Regions from separate parts of the Mustela erminea genome. Here region 1 is linked to region 2. The links are chromatin contacts, called in public Hi-C maps. All regions are on one chromosome and are shown on one strand. Each heading gives the region's core, a stretch centred on a gene start, on an enhancer-like site or on the middle of the called end of the contact. The rest is flanking DNA. Distances are from core to core; before and after follow the strand shown. Region 1 overlaps LOC116595510 (a long non-coding RNA gene). Region 2 holds the start of ZFP36L2 (mRNA decay activator protein ZFP36L2).

What was found. A called contact is a pair of places that touch in the nucleus more often than the background predicts.
Region 1: a contact with region 2 is called in a Hi-C map of fibroblasts, with 12 times the contacts expected there. The contact joins the enhancer-like site here to the promoter of ZFP36L2 in region 2. A contact is called at or near these places in 3 of 3 Hi-C or Micro-C datasets (fibroblasts, skeletal muscle and spleen).

Annotation. Positions count from the first base shown.
Region 1 is chr7:65,831,610-65,837,088 of mMusErm1.Pri, reverse strand. It overlaps LOC116595510 (a long non-coding RNA gene), which reads left to right. Exons shown (of 3, transcript XR_004287723.1): 2 at 1,892-2,226. The region is part of intron 2 of LOC116595509 (a long non-coding RNA gene); the gene reads right to left. Among named protein-coding and RNA genes, the nearest start is that of TRNAI-UAU, 130 kb to the left of the region's middle. Within about 2 kb of position 3,483, the one cell type or tissue checked has open chromatin away from gene starts, as enhancers often do. A contact at or near this core is called in fibroblasts, where this site is marked.
Region 2 is chr7:65,632,441-65,638,338 of mMusErm1.Pri, reverse strand. ZFP36L2 (mRNA decay activator protein ZFP36L2) reads right to left here and starts at 4,003. Exons shown (of 2, transcript XM_032351908.1): 1 at 3,632-4,003; 2 at 1-3,110. The coding sequence starts at 3,682. The coding sequence ends at 1,662.

The DNA.
Region 1 (5,479 bases), core at 2,234-4,733, 200 kb before region 2:
TGTGCGCAAAGGGAAAGGCAAACTGTGGAAAGTTACTCCGGGAGAAACTGCCACTCCTGGACACAGAGCCCCGCTATTAGGCCTGTGTCAACTGGCCCCCATCTCTTTCTTTGCTCTCTCGGCCCCAGGGTGCTGAGCCGGGCATGGTAGCTTCCAACAGGCACTGAGCAGTGGGGGAGCTGCCCCCGTGGCCTGAGTGCCTGGCTGGTTCAGCCCTGGGTCTGAAGGGCCAGGAGGTGGCCACCATTGTGCATTATAAACCGTGGATGTGTCCCCAGGGCCGTGTGAGGGTGGGCCTTCGAGCCCCAGGTGGGAGTGGAAGGCTCTGTAGAGCTTAACCTGAAGGAGGCAGAAGATCTGCGAGTGCCTTCCTTTGTACCACTTCCAGAACTTTCCCGGCTGCCTCAGGGCTGTCCTTCACTCCACCCTTAGCCTAGGCCCATACCACATGGTCGTGGCCTGGGCACTCTTGGCACCACACGCTGCGGAGGCCTGAGCAGGACCATGTGCCCCAAGCTCTGACCTTTCTGGGGACACTGAGCACCCCTGCCCAGGGGGCTGGGCCTCAGGCCTCCACTTTGATTCTTCCCAGCTCATTTCTCTGGCTCCCTTGGGCTCCCCTCAGTCCTAGTCAGTCGCCGGGCCCATCCCCCTCCCTGAATCCTACCCCCCCACCACCCCAAACTTGGCTCAGCGCTCTGTTTTCCTTTGAGACTTTCTTTCAACAGAGCGCGGTGTTGGCCATCATAGTCTCTGGCCTGGCCCACCTCGAAGACTGACCCTGACTCATAATCCCGGGTCCCGACAGGACGTGGTTCACACTGGTTTAAAAAACTCTGGACGGCAAAGTCACAAGCCATCTGCACCCTCTTCTTCCGCTGGAGACGTTATTTATGTGTGTGGCTTTGTACTCGTTGCTAAATGCAGCCTGTGTGAAGGCTGTTAATTAACCCTTCGAGAAATGAGCTTCCCATCAGGGCAGGGACAGGAACCAGGAACGTGTTTGTAATCAGGTAGTTAAACGTGGAAGATTTATCCTTCTTCGGATTAACGAAGCCAGAGGAAGGGGTAGAGGAGATACCCTCCGAAGTGGTTTAAAGAAAGCCCGTTTTGTGCACGTAGATTGTCAGAAGGGCAGGAAATTCTAAATCATCTGGGCTCCTGGGACTTGGTGAGGAGACAGGAGGTGTGGACGGAGGGATTGGGGGTGGCAGCCACCAAAGCCCGCCTGGGTGAGGTGTGGTGGCAGCAGCTGGCCGTCAGGAGACGCGGGGACAGGAGCTCCCCCAAGGGTGAATTGTGTGGCCACTTCCTCTGTTTGGCCCTCTGTGAAATGGGAGCATGTCTTGCCTTCCCTTCCTCAAGGGACACTTGTGGAAGGGAGGGGATGAAGAAAAGTTAGAGGTGTTACCCAAACATAAGTAGCCATCAAAAGGGTCCTTATGTCGTGGCGCCATCCTGGGGGAGTGTCGTGGCGGGTGACAAAGTAGGAGGTGGGATTTTTGTTCCTGGTTGCGGGGAGTTTGTGTGGGAAGAGCACATTCAGAAATTTTCCACAGGGGGCCTCTATTCCCTCATCTGTGAAATGAGGGTCATTCTAGAATCTTCACAGCTGGCTATGTGATTATGGTTTCCCAATGCTGAAAACAGTCCTTCTCCCGAAAATAGGAGAGGCTAGGTTTTGGGTTTCACTCATCCTTAGTTTGCCGACTCAGGGTCCATAGTTCCCCACCCTTCCCAGATGAGCGAGGGCGGTGCTGGCTGGGGTCAGGGGGAGGTGGGAAGTCCCACGATGTCCCGGCTGGGTGGCTGGGTGTGGGGCTTGGGGACTGAGTGGGCCACTAAGGCCTGTCAGTGTTTGTAACCGCGACTCTTTACATTCTGTGTAAAGGCATGCCTAAAAATCACCATTGAACGCCAGAGTTCAGCGGCCCGCACTCAGCCAAGCTTCCTGTCAAAGCCAAAGGAGCCCAGAAAACCAAAAAAAAAAAAAAAAAAAAAAAAAAAGTATTCACAGCTCTGAGCCTTCCCCACTTCCCAGGCTGATTTTGTTGGAAAATATTCGGAGTTGGAGAGAGGGAAAGAAAGAGAAACGGAGTGCAGCCTGGGTGTTTCGAGATCCTGTGTCCGCTGTGGGGTTGTTTAACTTCTTGGAGCCGCATATCCACACAACTTAGAAGGGCGTCATGAGGGTAGATGAGATAACGCACAGAAAGAACAACCTCGGTAAGGAGAAGCCCCCAAAGTGCTCCCTCCGTGCCCCTCCTCCTGCTACCCTCTCCTCCCTCCTCCCCCACCCAGTCTTTCTCGGGGCTTGCCAGGTCCCCCTTCCGCTGCATCCTTTAAAACGTGCCTACCTGAAACCAAGCCAGCCTCTTTTAGTGATCTGAGCCAGATGGCCCCAAATGATAATGAACCTGAAGGTGAACAGAGCTCAAACACCTATGTTTCAACCTGACCTATAGACAGAGTAAATATGGACATGTGTAGAGTGTTCACTGAGTCAGCTGTGCTTAAGCAGGCTTCCAGGTGCTTCTGAGGTAGGCTAGTTTGAAAGCCATTATTCTAGAGAGTGCACGTGCTCCCCAACCCGGGATGTGAGGCAGGAAGGAGGGGTGACACATTAGGCTTCAGGAGCCCTTTTCTAGGAAGGGTACCTGCTTTGGCCACTGCCTTCCTCTTCTGGGGCCCAGAAGCCTGTGCTCCGCTGGGGACGTGGCTCCTCGCCCAGTGAAGTTTGGTTTCTGACTCCCCTTTATGGTGGGAGTTTGGTTTCTGGGCCCCCTTTATGGCTGGCCTGCCTTACTCGTGAAGTCCAGAGAGATTGAGAGTGCTTCTCAAACATTCCCTGTCCATGGCCCTCTCCCCCACCTCCCCACTGGGGGTCCCTAAAGGTACCTGTGTTCCCAGAACTCTGGCCTTCCCAGCTGGCAGGCACATCTCAACAGACCTTTAAATCAATCTGTATCGGTGCAGATGTTCTAGATTGGTGCTGTCCAATATGGCAGCCACAAGCTACGTGTTGCTCTTGAGTATGTGAGATGTGGCTAGAGTGGCCGAGGAACTAAAAGCGTGATTTTTCCTTCTTAAATGAATTTAGATTTAAATGGCCGCTGTACAGTGGAGTTCTAGAATCCCTTTCAATGCCTTGGTCTCTGAGATCTACCTTCCATGCACCTTTGGCATCTGTGCCAGCCCTACAGGATCCTGTCTTATGATGCAGAGGGACACTGAGGCCCAGGGGCAGGGGAGAGTCCTCTGCGATGCCTAGGAACCCATCCCTCGTCTGCCTTCCAGCCCCAGCCTTTGGCCAGCAGCCCCATCGGACCCTGGCCTCTGGCCGAGGTGTGGGAGGTTGAATGTGATGAAACCTTAGCCCCCTTGGCAGACACCCAGCTGTGGTTTCACACTTGAGCTGCCCAGCTGGGCGGAGGCGGCTAGAGAGGACCGTCAGAGGATGGGAATTTGAGTGGCCTGGCCAACAGGCCCTGGGAGCAGGAGCTGTCCCGAGGGGGTTTCCAGGGCAAGTCCACTTTCAGATTCTGTTGGTACATCCTGGTGGCTGAGGGCCTGTGGGACCCAAGGCGTCCCGGATGTCCTACTATGGGCAGGGACAGAGAGGGGACAGTGGAGGTAGTGGAGAAACAGGAAGTTTGTATGGCCAAGTGTAGTGAGTGGGGGTGAGCACGGTGGTGGTGGTACCAACATTTCTAAGGGAGGAAACCAGCCAGGTAGTACCTTCCCCACCCTGGCCGCAGGCTGGGTAGTTTGTGGGACCCAGGGCAAAATGAAAAGGCAGTGCCCCCTGTTTAAAACTTATCAAGAACTGCAAGGAGGTGACATCAGAGCCTTAAACCTTTCTGAGCTGAGGGCCTCGAGTGACTGCACAGGTTGTAAACTCATGAAGCTGGCCTTGCCACCAGTGCCTGAGACAGACCTGTGAAGGTCTCAAGAGAACAGAAGACCTGTGTTCTCCGGGCCAGGATTAGGGCAAAAGCTAGCCCATTCCTCTGTCCCCAGCCTTGCTGGGGTTTCTGGAAGCAGACCGAGGACTTTAAGCCTCCTCCAGCACTCTATCACACTTTCTCAAGTCTCCTTGTATGTGGGCTGGCTTCAGAGAGACCATCTTCTGATCAGCGCCTGTCCCCATCCATGCCTCAGCCCCCAGGAGAGGACCGGGTGGCAAGATGCCATAGGAGATCATGAAAGCAATGTATTTGCTCATCTTTATCAGGTGCTTGCTTCATGCCAGGCGCCTTGCAGAGTACCTTGCTGGTATCATCTCATTTGATTCTCCTAACACACCAACAAGCAGAAATTCCTGCTTGCCCCTCTCACAGGTGGGAGAACCAAGCACAGAACCAGGTTTCTGCAGTGCAGGAAATAGTTCTAGATCTCAACGCTGCATGCATGTGTGTATCTGTCAAAATTCATCAATCTAGCACGTAACCTGTGCGTTTATTTCTTGTAAATTATCACTCAGTGTGATTTTAAAAAACTCTAATTTAAAAAACCGAGGCACAGAGACTTGGAGAACTTGCCCAAGGTCATACTGCTAGTAAGTGACAGAGCTAGAATTTTTCACCACAGGACTCAGGAAGACCACCATGCTGGGGCAGAGATCACAGGCTCAGGACAGTGAGGTTTCAGACCCACTGGCTGGTTCTTGAGCAAATTACAAAGTCTCTCTGAGCATCAGGCGCTCATCTGTAAAATGGGCTAACCCCGGTGCTGTCAGGGATATGTCGGCAGGGTGAGGATCCCACAATGTCCCCAGAAGCTGCATGCAGTGCTCTTGTCCTGGGGATCGGGGGCAAAGCTAGGGGGCGTCTGTCAAGCCGGGCACCTTCTTTTTGTCTCCACCAGCCCTGCATGGCTTTCTGCTCAGGCCTGATTGCTGGGAAGCAGGAGGCATGGTAGGGCATGGCCTGTGCAAGGCGAAGGTGGCAAGGTGGCACCAGGGGTCTCTGAGCACCTCCCTCCATGGGGAGGTGTGTAGACCTCCCTCTGCTCGTCTCTGACAAGCTCCCACGGGGGAACGGATTGGAGGCTTAGAAATGTGGAAGATGGGAAATGGTGTCTGGAGGGTGTGTGCTAAGTTCCTTTTCTTTGTTGGAAGGAAGATGGAGTGTGTTGTAGGTTTTGTCAGAAAAAAAGTATCAAATTAAGAATGCCTTAAAAATTGGGGCACCTGAGTGCCTCAGTCATTAAGCATCTGCCTTTGGCTCAGGTCATGATCCCAGGATCCTGGGATCAAGCCCTACATGGGGCTCTCTGCTCTGCAGGAAACCTACCTCTCCCTCTCCCACTCCCCCAGCTTGTGTTCCCTCTCTGGTTGTCTCTCTCCCTGTCAAATAAGTAAATAAAATCTTCAAGGGAAAAAAAAAAAAAAGGAATGCCTTAAAAATTAAAGGTCTCCACTAAAAGACTAGAAATAGTATGTGTTACTTCTGGCCTCAGGCTGCACTCTGTCTACACC
Region 2 (5,898 bases), core at 2,754-5,253:
CTACATACCATTCTTAGCACTAAGAGGTGGCCTTTTCACTTTAGATCTTATGTAAGCAAGTGGTAAATATTTTCTCCTTTTGTGCAGTTGAACCCATCCTACATTCAAATGCTCTCAAGCACTGATAGAAAAATACTTATTTGGTTGAGGAAGAATTAAGGCAAGTTCTGGCCCTTTCCAAAGGCACTGTGAGACTAACCCCCCCACCCTATTATTGCTACATGTCTTTAAACGCAGAATATGTCACAGTAGAATTGATGGGATAAACAAAAAAAACAAAATTTTTCTTCTTGCTAATTTAAAAAGCTGGAATGACAAAAAGCATGCCACATTTAAGCCTGCTTGCAAAGTATGTGGTCAACTTTTTTTTCTTTAAAAGTTGGATGGGCTACAACCATTATACATTCTAAGAAAACTCGTAAGATATTCCTCAAACTACTTCCACAGCATCAGGATAGATTTCTGTAAAGAAATCATGCAATCTTTCAAAATTTACGTAAACAAGGAAAGAAATTAATGAAATAAATATTACATACAATCTCTTAAATTAAGATTTTTTTACTCATTTACAATAAAATAACCAAGTGAAGTTACAAAAGGCATATATTACTGTGAAAAGAACATACACTCCACATTTTGCCGATTAATAATGGCAATCATAATTTAACATAATAAAAGAATATATATCTATTGCTTTTCATCATACTTGATAAATACAGTATGAACAAAAATTTCAATGTATACTTTTCACAAGATAATAAATAAGTTAAATAGTTTTTTCATATTGAGTTGTGGTGCAGTGGTGCGAAATCAACTCAAAACAGCTAAAAATTCAGCAGTTATTCCCCCAAACGATTAGGAACTAAGCTCTGCCCAAGGCTTCCAGAAAGAGCAGACAAAATGATTCTAAAATTAAACATCCACTAAGTGGTGGCAACAAAACCAGTAACCAGTAGGAAACTTTGGAATGCACGTTTGTTTTTTTTCCAGACATAAAGAACTTTGTGTCAAACAAAAACCTATGGAGCGGAGGACTACAGTCAAGGCATATTCCTGGTAGAATATTGGATTCCAGAAGCTTAGAGGTTTAGCAAGGTGGTGGCTGGCTGTTTGTTTACACTGGTCTGAAGACAAACGACAATTAAGAACTTCTCTCACGTAAGAGTTCCCACATCTGGACTGTAACTAATGCTTTTCAAGTGAAGATACGGAATGGTGGTTGGTAGCTGCTGGTGTTGGGTTGATTTTTTTTTTTCCCCCCTAAAGTCCCAAACTCCTAGGAGACCTAAAAAAGTTTTAAGTGTTTGGTTTTTTGTTCTGTTCGCATCACAACTGCCCTGTTGTGAGTATTTTGTTCATCAAATACAAAAGTTCGTTGGCTTTTTTTTTTGCTCAACAAGAATGAAACTTCATAATAATAATAAAAATAATAAAAACAAAAAACAAAAAGAGGAAACCGAAAGGGGAGGGGTGGGGCCCCTCCCGGCACACAAGTTCGAGTCCAAGTGCTCGGTGCGGCCCGCAGTCTCTGCTCATGGCCTGTTAGCCCCCAGAGCTCCCGCGCCCCTCCCTGCTCGTAACAGGGCTCCAGGTGGCAGGGGCGCCCTCCAACCCCAAGAACAGCCTTCCCCCTTCCTCCTCCTCGCTGGCGCCCTCTTGCCTCAATCGTCAGAGATAGACAGGCGGCTGAAGATGGGCAGGCGGCGGCCAGGGTCGAGGCTGGGGGACTCGGAGCCGCTGAGACTGCCCGAGCTCAATGAGCCGCTCAAGTAGCTGTCACGGTCCGACAGCGAGTCCGGGGTGCTAGGGGGCGCGTCGAAGACCGGCGAATCGGACAGGCGGCGCGGCAGCTGGAAATTGAAGGGTGGCGAGGGCGGCGCGGTGGCACTGGCAGGGAGGGGCGCGCTGGGCGGCGCCGGGGGCTGCGCGGGGGGCACCAGGCCCTGTTGCTGCTGCTGCTGCTGGCTGCGATAGTAGGCGGCGGCCACGGCGGCGAAGTTGTGGGTCTGGATGGCAAGCGGCGTGATGAGGCTGCTTAGCTCCGGGCCGAACGCAAAGGCGTTGTTGGCGCACGAGGCAGACGAGCAGGCAGCGCACGGGGCGCCGGGCGCCAGCAGGTCCTCGGCGCCCCCTGTGCCGTACAGCAGCGCCGCCGCGGCCGCAGCCGCCGCAGAGGCACAGCACGTCGGAGCGCCAGAGGGCGTGGAGGCTGCGGAGGCGGACGAGCAGGACGAAGCGGAAGAGGAGCAGGACGAGGCCGAGGAGCAAGAGGGTGGCGGCGGCGGCGTGCGCGACGTGGGGCTGTCGAGCAGCAGCGGCGACTCGAGGCCCCCCGGGGGCTGGTGGTGGCCCGACGGGAAGCCCGAGAAGCTGAGGCTGTGATGCAGCTTGGGCCGCGGCTCCCGGGGGAAGCCCAGGTGCAGCGCGTCCCGCGCGCTGAAGGCGCGCAGGTCCCCAGAGGCGCCCCCAGACGGCGCGGGCCTCCGCTCGTCTGCGTTATGGATGAAGTGGCAGCGTGGCCCGTAGGGGCAGAAGCCGATGGTGTGGAAGGTGCGGCACAGCTCGGTCTTGTACTTGGGGTGCCGGGTCAGGCTGCGTAGCTCGTGGAAGCCGTGCGCGAACTGGCACTTCTCGCCATACTTGCACGTGCCACTCTCCTCGAAGGGCCGGCACAGCTCAGTCTTGTAGCGCGTGGAGTTGATCTGGGAGCCGCCGCCCCCCTTCTGCTGCTGCTGCTGCTGCTGCTGCTGCTGCAGGTGCAAGAGATGCTGGCTGCGCTCGCCGTTCTCGCTGAACGAGCGGTCCCGAAATTTGTTCTCCTTGTTCAGCAGGGCTGTCCCTCCGCCCCCTGACGGCTCCTTGAGGGTGCCATAGGAGGTCGGGCCGCCCGCCGCCCCGCTGCCACAGCTGCTGCTGTTAGCCGCGCCCGGGAACTTAGGCGAGCAGCTGCCCGGGCTAGGCGCGGGGTGGGCGAGCGCGTGCAGGTTGCTGGCCGAGTGCCGTCGGAGAAAGCCCGGCGTGAAGCCCGAGCTAGGGGCGGCGGCCACGGGCGTCCCCACCGCCTTCTTGTCCAGCATGTTCAGATTGAGGTTGGCCAGGGATTTCTCCGTCTGCCAAAAGGAGGGGGGCGAGGACGGGATGAAATATGTAAAGGAAGAGTTGGGGCGAGCTGCAGAACTTCAGCCTTCTGATTCTTCTTCCTTTCTGCAGTTTTCGATCCGGCCCCCACCCTCCACCCGTACACGCGCGAAAAGAATCAAGTTCGCGTTGGGAGGAGCCGACTCCCACCCCAGGCCGCGCTCGGTTTCGACATGTGATCCTCAGCCCGTGGGCCGCCAGCTTGGGCGGCGCACAGCCGGTCCGGGAAGCCCCGGGCAGCGTGGCCGCGGTCGGCGCCGGAGAAACTAAACAGCGACAGCAACTCCCTCCTGCCCGCCCTCCCTCCCTGCTCCCCTTCTCCCCGCCCACAAGGCACGAGCACACACCACAGCACAGCGAACTCCAGGACTTTTCCCGACCCCAAAGTCAAGGTGGGGAAGGGTGCCCCAAAGGCGGAAGGCAGAGGCAAAGTCTGAAAACTCGAGGGGCTTCCTGCCTGCCCGCCTTCCTCCCTCCTTGCTCCCGCGCGTACCTTGCACAAGAAGTCGATATCGTAGAAGGCGGACAGAAGTGTGGTCGACATGTTTCTGGATCCTGAAATGGTCGGAGTTGCAGGCAGGGAGGTCCGGAGGAGCCCTCGGGGAGGCAAGGCCGGGCTAGAGCCACGACGAATAACGGGTGACCGGCGGCGGGGGAGGGACCGAAAGTTTGCCGGGGGACGAGACAAGAGGGAAAGGGAAGCAGTGCGGCCTGGCTTGAGGGTGCCCGGGAGTGCGGAGTGGGGGGAAAGACGACAGAGAAGCAAACAGTGCTCCTCCGCGTCCCGGGGGTGCCCGGCCCGCCCCCCCCCCCTTGCGCGGAGCCGGCGACAGCTCGCAGACTGCTGGAACTCGGCGGCCTGCGAGCGCGCGCCCTATATAGGGCCGGTGAGCGCGGCAGCGGCCGCGCGGGCGTGTCGGGGGAGGGGACAGAACGCTGACCCCGCCGGGGTCTCCAGGCAACGCCGCCCGCCGGCTCGCGGACGTCAAGCTCCTTCGTGGCCTCCCATTGGCCGCCGCCAATTTTTTTTCCTCCGGAGGAGGGGGCGGGAGGCCTCGGGGCGGGGCAGGCTGCCGGAGCGCCTGCGGCGGCGTGGAGACCTGGTCCTGGATGGGTGCTGCTGGGTGGCGGCGGGAAGATAAGGCTCCCCTTCTCTGGGGCTGCACTGTTGGAAATCCCCTGCACATTGAACGTGGCCAGGATTCTGCAGCCCTGGACGTGTCTCTCCCCGCCCGATCCTGCTAGGCGAAATTGCGGAGCTTTAATCTCTCACTCTCGGTTCTAGACTGGGCGCGGGAATTGCAAAATGCGAGAATATTGCAACCGTCCGCGCAGCCCGCTGGCTCGCAAAGAGTGCTCTCGCCGGCGGGTGGGTGGCGGGGGCTCAAGGCCTGCATCCGGTGGGTGGTGGCTCCGTCCCGACTGCACGTGGAGACGCGGTGGGGGTGGGGGCGGGAGTGGCCACGCGGGCGGCTGCCGCAGCAGTCTCACCCGGAGGAGCCTGGGCCCGTTTCTCCGCCCCCCTCTCCGCCCAGGCTGCAGTAAACAGGGATTCAGCGCCGGGGCCTGCCGAGCTGGGCTGAGTGTCTGAGGACAAGGCGCTGGCTTTGCTAATCACATCACAAGACCTTGAGCCAGGGCCAAAGGCGCGGAATGGCGCGGAGCGTCCCGGGCGGGGGAGCCGGCTGGGAGGACGGGAGGAAAGGCCGGGAGAGCTGCGCAACCATGGAGGCGACTTCCCGCCACCCCGTTCGTCCGCTCGTCGGCCCGGCCTTCCCGAGCCCTCCCGGGGGATGGGGTGCAGCTGCCGGCTGAGGCTGCCCGCCCACCGCAGCCTTGGCCCGGCGCGCCATCCAGGTCCCTTCCCTCCCAGTCCGTTAGGGGCGCCGCGCCCTGCCTTAGTTCGTTGTGCGCCGCAGGCTGTGGCTGAGGCAGGCCAGCGGCCAGCCAGGTCTGGGCACAGAGGACGCTCGGGGTGGGCTCGCCCCACTTTACCCCTCTCACCAGTCCCACACCCCAAAGTCTGCGCTAGGAAAGTCTTCGCTAACAGGCACCCTCTGGGTGCGGGGCAGACACCCCCCCCCCAGCGCCCAGTTAGGCTAAAGCGGCTGACACCCCGTTTCGGGGAGATCTGGGGGGCTGGTCCGGGACATTTATCACTCCGCATTTAAACACGCTGCCAAAAAGCTGGAGCGGACGTGATTTCGCACACCTGGCAGCCTCAGTAGCAATTGGGTGTAAGTTGGAAGGCTCAGTTCCCTCTAGGGAAGGAAGCAACCTACGCGCCTTTCCAAAATTGATCTTATTTCTTGTTTCCTCGTGGTCATTTCCACTCGTTAACCTGGAAGGAAAGGAGCCAGGCCTGTCACTCATGAAACTGACCCTTCAGAGCTCAGTTTGCACGCAGTTCCCCTTGCTGAAACTCCCACCACCCACCAGGAGAGCTTGAGCCCGCCCGAGTAGGGCTGCAAGGCCTCTAAGATCTAAAACACAGGGCTGGAGTTCAAGCCCTGCCCCTTCCAAGCCATGTGATCCTGGGCAAATCACATAATCTCTTTGGTACTTGTTTCCTTGTAAAACTAAGATAATTCCTGCTTTAATCACCTCTCCCCTTTGTCAAGGCGCACAGGAGTTATCTGTTAAGGTGTATAAAAGATGAGTAAGTATAACCCCTATTATTTATTAAAACAAGTTGACAAAGCATAAAAAGGGGTTGTGGCTGGATGGGAAGGGAAATCACCGAATCATGCCTGCAGACCT